2 separate regions of the Sus scrofa genome follow, and region 2 is linked to region 1. Evidence: chromatin contacts called from public HiChIP or PLAC-seq data. All regions are on one chromosome and are shown on one strand. Each heading gives the region's core, a stretch centred on a gene start, on an enhancer-like site or on the middle of the called end of the contact. The rest is flanking DNA. Distances are from core to core; before and after follow the strand shown.

The links. HiChIP or PLAC-seq counts read pairs in DNA pulled down with a chosen protein or histone mark.
Region 2: an H3K27ac HiChIP or PLAC-seq map of skeletal muscle shows a contact between it and region 1. The contact joins two enhancer-like sites. A contact is called at or near these places in 5 of 47 Hi-C or Micro-C datasets (embryonic fibroblasts, heart right ventricle, liver and 1 more) and 1 of 2 datasets of contacts at active chromatin or transcription factors (skeletal muscle).

The regions. Positions count from the first base shown.
Region 1 is chr3:94,573,937-94,577,088 of Sscrofa11.1, forward strand. The region is part of intron 3 of PRKCE (protein kinase C epsilon type); the gene reads right to left. Among named protein-coding and RNA genes, the nearest start is that of PRKCE, 290 kb to the right of the region's middle. Within about 2 kb of position 1,380, at least 36 of the 83 cell types and tissues checked have an H3K27ac peak or open chromatin away from gene starts, as enhancers often do. A contact at or near this core is called in skeletal muscle, where this site is marked.
Region 2 is chr3:94,754,248-94,757,626 of Sscrofa11.1, forward strand. The region is part of intron 2 of PRKCE (protein kinase C epsilon type); the gene reads right to left. Among named protein-coding and RNA genes, the nearest start is that of PRKCE, 110 kb to the right of the region's middle. Within about 2 kb of position 1,689, at least 5 of the 83 cell types and tissues checked have an H3K27ac peak or open chromatin away from gene starts, as enhancers often do. A contact at or near this core is called in skeletal muscle, where this site is marked.

The sequences.
Region 1 (3,152 bases), core at 130-2,629:
GATGTGTGTGTTAATATAAGCATGTGAGTGTGAGCATCAGCATGAGTGTGCACATGCTGCTGTGTGTGCAGCCTGTGTGTGCATAGCCCTGAACACACGTAATCACCTTCACTCTGGCTCTGATTAACAAGCTCTCTGCAGGAGTTCCTGTTATGGCTCAGTGGTAACAAACCTGACTAGTATCCATAAGGACACAGGTTTGACCCCTGGCCTCGTCCAGTGGGTTAAGGATCTGGTGTTGCTGTGAGCTGTGGTGTAGGTCCCAGACATGGCTTGGATCCCGCGTTGCTGTGGCTGTGGTATAGGTCGGCAGCCGTAGCTCCGATTCAACCCCTAGCCTGGGAATTTCCATACGCTGCAGGTGCAGCCCTAAAAAAAAAACCAAAAAACAAAAAAAGGCACTCTGCTTCTTCCATTCCTTGGACCTGGTTGGACTAAGCCAAAGGTCTTCAAATATTTTGGGCTGCAAATATCAGTAAAAACTTTTTGATAGATGGGTTTACTTTCTTATAAACATAGAGAATTGGCAATTCATATAACGAATATTAAAATGGCATGATGGAAGATACTGTGAGAAAAAGAATGTATATATATTCTGGGTCACTTCGCTGCACAGTAGAAATTGACAGAACACTGTAAACCAAATATAATGGAAAAAATAAATATTCAAAAGTTAAAAGTTGAAATTATTTTCTTGTCCTTAGGTAAGAGAGTAGATACGAATGGAAAGCCTATTGTTTGTTTCCCATTTCTCGGTGGCTCACCCAGCCTGGCCCAAGCGGTAGGCAAACACGACTTTGGAGGCCACGCCTCTCAACCCTAATGGCCCTTGATCCAGCTTCTCACCCCTTTCACAGACATGCAGGCTCAAGTGGCAGGGGTTGGGCTGGAAATGGGGTCTGTGCTTGTCTTCAAATGAGGACGGCCTCCAATCTGCAGTGCAGATGGCAGTTTCTAGGAGCCACTAAGTGAGGGATAGAAGGCAGCGGCCAGAGATGAGTTCTAAACATGAGTTCAGCTAAGCCAGGAGACTCTGGGGTTACACGGGGGCGAGGGGGGGTGTGTGCACGTGTTCCCTGAATGTACTTGCCAGCCGTTCACTGGCAGCCCAGCCTGGTGAGGGGATGGGTTACACCCACATCTCGGCAACAACAGCAGGTCCCCGCAATGATCTACGGCAAGCAGGACTCAAAAGTACACTAACTAACAGCCACTGGAGTCACTTAAGTAAAACACTTTTGTTTTTTGTCCTTGCATTTTCTCTTAATGACACAGGGTTGGAAATGTCTCCTTGAAAGCCTTTTGTAATCTACTGAAAGAGAGCGCTCTGATTCTACTCTCCAGGATTGTGGGCTATAAAATGATGACAGAGCTGTGGAAAGGTCAACTCCCAGGCATGACCACCTGACAGTAAGGCTGCTTATCGGGGAGTGTAAATAGTGACCCCGAGGAAGGCGACGCTGCTGGCTTTACACAAGCCTGTCTCCTGTCTGTCACTACTGGACCACTACCAAGATAAACTCGTCAGAGGTTTAATAATATTTTACATTTCTATCCAATTTCTCTTTCTCTAGATGCACCAACCTCCACTATGCCACTAAGGACTCACAGTGACCACAGGGAGCAGGTGCAGGGGAGTATGGTGCCGAGTGGTCTGTTTTTGTTTTTTACATATTTTCCAGGAGAAAAAATAACTTGGAAAGTGGCAGTCCTGCACCTCCTCCACCCTGGCGGGGTGCTCTGGGTTGGATCTCACTGGGGTTGGACGGGGTTGGAGCCAGTGGGGAATTAGCCTACTGCGCTGGATTCCTGAGTGCTGACTCGGCCACAGGACTCCGTGCGGGCAGAGAGCTCCAAGCCGCCTCTCCTGACTGGGAAGGAGCACCAGCCTCTGCCCTGGCTGTTCACAGTGTCGTCTATCGTGAAGGGGGCCAAGGTCCTTGAGATTGTACATGAGCGAGCAAGAAAACTGGTACTGTGTATATCTGCAAATACACACTTAGTTTAAGCAGATTTGTGCCTTTTTGCCTTTGTTCTGAAAGTTGCTGAGTAAGGCATGATACAGTGAATTCATGGTCAAATAATCAGGAAAAGGCAAAGTTTAGGCCAAAGAGAAGAGGTCCACAGAAAAGAATGAAGACGAGAGGCCAGAAAAGGTTTGCTCACTGAACAAAGAGTTTCTGGAAGGGCTGATGGGGCTGAGAAGGGTGGGATGTTAAAAGGGACCCAGAGGTCAAGTATAAAAACAATGCAGGAAATTCAGGACAGGGATAGGGTAGGAGGGAGAACGTGGGTTCACCCAACAGGGTCCTGAATTTTGCCTGTTTTCTCAGCGTCATCATGAATAGCATCACCTCTTACTCTCGGTTGTGTCCTTTCTTGGAAAATAAAATACTCATCCTGGTTCTCAAAAACCCACAAGATGCACTGAGTTGCCAGCCAACACCCCCTTCATCCAAGACATCCACACTGGCTTCTACAAATGTACAACCTCCACGTGGCTGAAAACTGGCAGCTACCATCAGAATAATGATGGACAACTAAGAGGAATTTTCCTAAAATCAAACCACCTAAAGGGGGAGGCCATCAGATTTTTAGCCCCTACCCCATAACGCCGTGGCTTAGGTCACCCCCAGGCAGAGAGAGATAGGAGGTCACAGGGTATTCTGCAGATGACCTTGGGGGTAGGTCAAGGAATACACCTGTGATAGGCCACCACCACCATCTATTAACCACCCCCCAAGGTGTATTTTTATTGAAGTACCATTACAAAGCTACACACAATGGCATTTTTTTTGCTTTTTAGGGCCACATCCACAACATATGGAAGTTCCCAGGCAAGGGGTCGAATTGGAGCTACAGCAGCCAGCCTACACCACAGCTGCAGCAACATGGGGTCCAAGCTGCATCTGCGTTCTACACCACAGCTCAGGACAATGTCAGATGGTTAACCCACTGAGCAAGGCCAGGGATCAAACTGGCAACCTCATGGTCACTAGTCGGATTTGCTTCCGCTGCACCACAAAAGGAACGCCCAACAATGGGAAAATTTTTAAAGAAGCAGGTTTTTAAAAATTGACAGAATTTGAATCTCTTCTTCCCAAAAGGGATTACGCTCTTCATCCCTCAGGGAGCACATCTCCTTTCTCAAG
Region 2 (3,379 bases), core at 439-2,938, 180 kb after region 1:
TAGCCTGGGAACTTCCACATGCTGTAGGTGTGGCCCTAAAAAGCAAAGAAAAAAAAAAAAGTGGCAAAGCCAACCTACTGGCATGCAATCTTTTCCAGATTTGTGCCTATCTTGGATTTATTTTTTAAAGTTAAAAATACCCTTTCTAGACTTCAACTGCTTGAGAAATTGGCAGAGACCAGAGCAGGTGCTTTAAGGCCTCAATTCACATCCAATAAGGCACAGCCTACTGAAGGGTGCTGGTGACAGAGATAAGACCAGCTCCAGACTCTGGAACCAGACGTGTGTTTCCTTTTGTGCCCCTGGCTTCCAGGACACTCAGCACCAAATCTGATCCCCAGACATGGTAATTACACGCTGGCCAGTGGGAACTCAGGGAGACGGCTTCTGCATCCTTTCCCTGGGTATCATCTCACCAGGGCCGAGGAGGTTTCCCCTCTGAATTCCCACGAGAAAGGCTCCATCAGGCTTTCGCCTTTGTCTACGCCTCCAGTGAATGATTCTAAGTTCATTTTGCCTCAAGCCCAAGCCCCCAGAGCCACATAACAGGATCCTGCCAGCTTAGCCACTGGCCTGATTACCTTCACTGTGTCACTCCTTGGCATCCAATCTCCATATTCATAAAGGCTTTTGTTGCTGATGGATCAATGTCCTTTATGCCCCTGTGTCTCTGGTACAAACTCCTACATGAGAAAATGATTTGGGAAAAATGTGCCAGGAAGAATTTTGCCTCCCTTCAGGAGCTGGGAGATTTTCCCCTTTCTGATCAAGGGAGCTATATAATTAACCTGGTTCTCATTATGGCCAGGCTGCCAAGAAGCTTAAAACCAAATGCAGGGCTCCATCAGAGCAACGAGATTAGCCACTTTTTTTTTCCCTTTGGCGGCCTCAATTTTCTATTTATGTTTGGGAACTTTCTTGTATAAGGTGCTTCCGCCCCTGGTAGACAAAGGCAGGAGAGAATCAAGTAAAAGCAAAACAATCGATCCCCAATATTTTCACCTTTTCACCAGCTGCCTCCTCTAGGAAACCTTCCAGATTGCCCCAGTCCAAAGGAACCCCTCCCCACTCCAGTGCTAATGACTCTTACAGCCCCTTGCATGCGACACTTTCAAACGCAGAGGCGCACCTGTGCACAGGAGCTACTGCTTGTAATCGGCACCTAATCCAGGACCCAAGGGCTGTGTCCCATGCTTTTCAGTACCTCCTGTAAAATCCAACCAGTCCCACATTGGGAACTGAAAGAATACCAAGTGCTTGGTGGATGACCCAGGACAGAAACTCTGATGGATTTAACTCAGGATTCCCCTAACTGCCCGCCTCCCCTCCCCCAACTCTAAATGCCGGACGGACGCCTGACATTCACTCCAACTTGGAGGAGTGCATAATGCCATGGCAAGGATGATCCCTGTGAATGCTTTTAGAAGATTACTCACCCACACTGACTAGCTATTTCTGTCTTACTCTTGAGAGCATAACCGAGGCGCTTCTATACTTAAATCAAACGAGTGTAATAACTGACATTTCAGATTAGAGCTAAGAGGAGGTCTGCCCTGAAAGAGAGGGCGCTAATTGCTGAACTTGAGGAACAACAGGCGTCTCCCAGTCGCTGCCACCCCTGCTTCCCCAGAGAGCTCAGGTGCCAGGGCAGAGGCCCAGCCTCCCAGGGGCTAAGCAGCATGGAAGCCTCCAGGCAGCACCTGGCCAACCTGGGCTTCTTCCCGGTCCGGCCCTGAGGCGGATAAACCAAGCCATCTGGCTGGCCCCCCTTCTCACACATGTCAGCCCTTCTCCCAGCCTCCATGCCCCCTCTGCTAATGCACAGCTTCTGTTCAGACAGAACCTGGGGTCTGCTCCCTTTCAGAACAGAACAGCTCATGACAGTAAAATGATGACCCCACATACCTCTCCTCTGGTCTCTACTGTTGCTGCCATGTTCTGACATGTTTATTTCCTGCACGTGTCTAGAGATGCAAAGAGCTGGAGAGGGCACCGTGCCCAATCCAAACAGGAGAGGGTTTGGAAGATCACATTCAAAGGTACCTTTAAATGACTGCATTCGCTTTATCATTTCAACCAACATGAGGGAGGCAGAACATGCTTGAATCTCAAAAAGTATGAGCCTTTTTTTTTTTTCATCTTATGACCACACCTGCAGCATTTGGAAGTTCCCAGGTTAGGGGTCGCATCAGAGCTACAGCTGCCGGCCTACACCACAGCAACGCCAGATCCAATCCACATCTACAACCTACACCGCAACTCACAGCAACACGGGACCCTTAACCCACTGAGTGAGGCCAGGGATCAAACCTACATCCTCACGGATACCAGTTGGGTTCTTAACCTGCTGAGCCACAGTGGGAATTCCCTCAAAACATACGAGCCTTAAAGAAAAGGAGGGGGACAAAGACTTGCACATAATTGTTTATAGCAGTATTATTAACAGCCCAAAGGTGGAAACAACTCACACGTAACTGGAGAAATGGTGACCAAAATCTGTTATCCCCAATACAGTGGAATAGTATTTACCCATAAAAAGGGACGGGCTCTCTTGACACATGCTACAATATAAATGGACCTCAGAAACAATATACTAGGTGAAAGAAGCGAGCTGCAAAAGATCAGCATTCCAGAGTTCTGCTCAAGAGTAGATAATGATGATAATGCTAACAGCAGTGGCAATAATATTTACTGAGTACTTAATACATGCCAAGCATGGTTCTAAATATTTTTGTACATTAATTCACTTAATGTTCACTGTAATCCTATGAGATCTGGGCTATTTCTATTCCCATTCCCATTCCACAGGTGAGAAAACTAAGGTACAGAGAAGTTAGGTAATTTGCCCAAAGGTTGCCCAGTTTCTAAGTACGTGCGGCCAGGACACACAGCCAGGCAGTCTGGATCCATATCCCGTGCCCATCGAGACTTTCTTTCTTTTTTTTTTTTTTTTTTTTTTTTTCTTTTTTAGGGCCACACCTGTGGTATACAGAAGTTCCCGGGCTATGGGTTGAATCAGAGCTGCAGCTGCCAGTCTATGCCACAGCTATAGCAACACCAGATCTGAGCCACGTCTGTGACCTATGATGAAGCTTGCTGGATCCTTCACCCACTAAGTGAGGCCAGGGATTGAACCCACATCCTCAGGGATACTACGTCGGGTTCTTAACCTGAAGAGCCACAGCGGAACTCCCATTGTGCCCCCTTTTAACAATGGCCCTTCCCTGCTATCCTAACCTCCTTGAAGTTGTCTGTTTTGTCTCCTCTCGTTTCCACCGAAATGAATTCATTCTAGTTTAGGAATGGGTAAGTTTGCAGTTATGACTTGTTTAATTTAGTCTGCACTGACTCTCTCAATCACCACTTTTATCTATTTGTA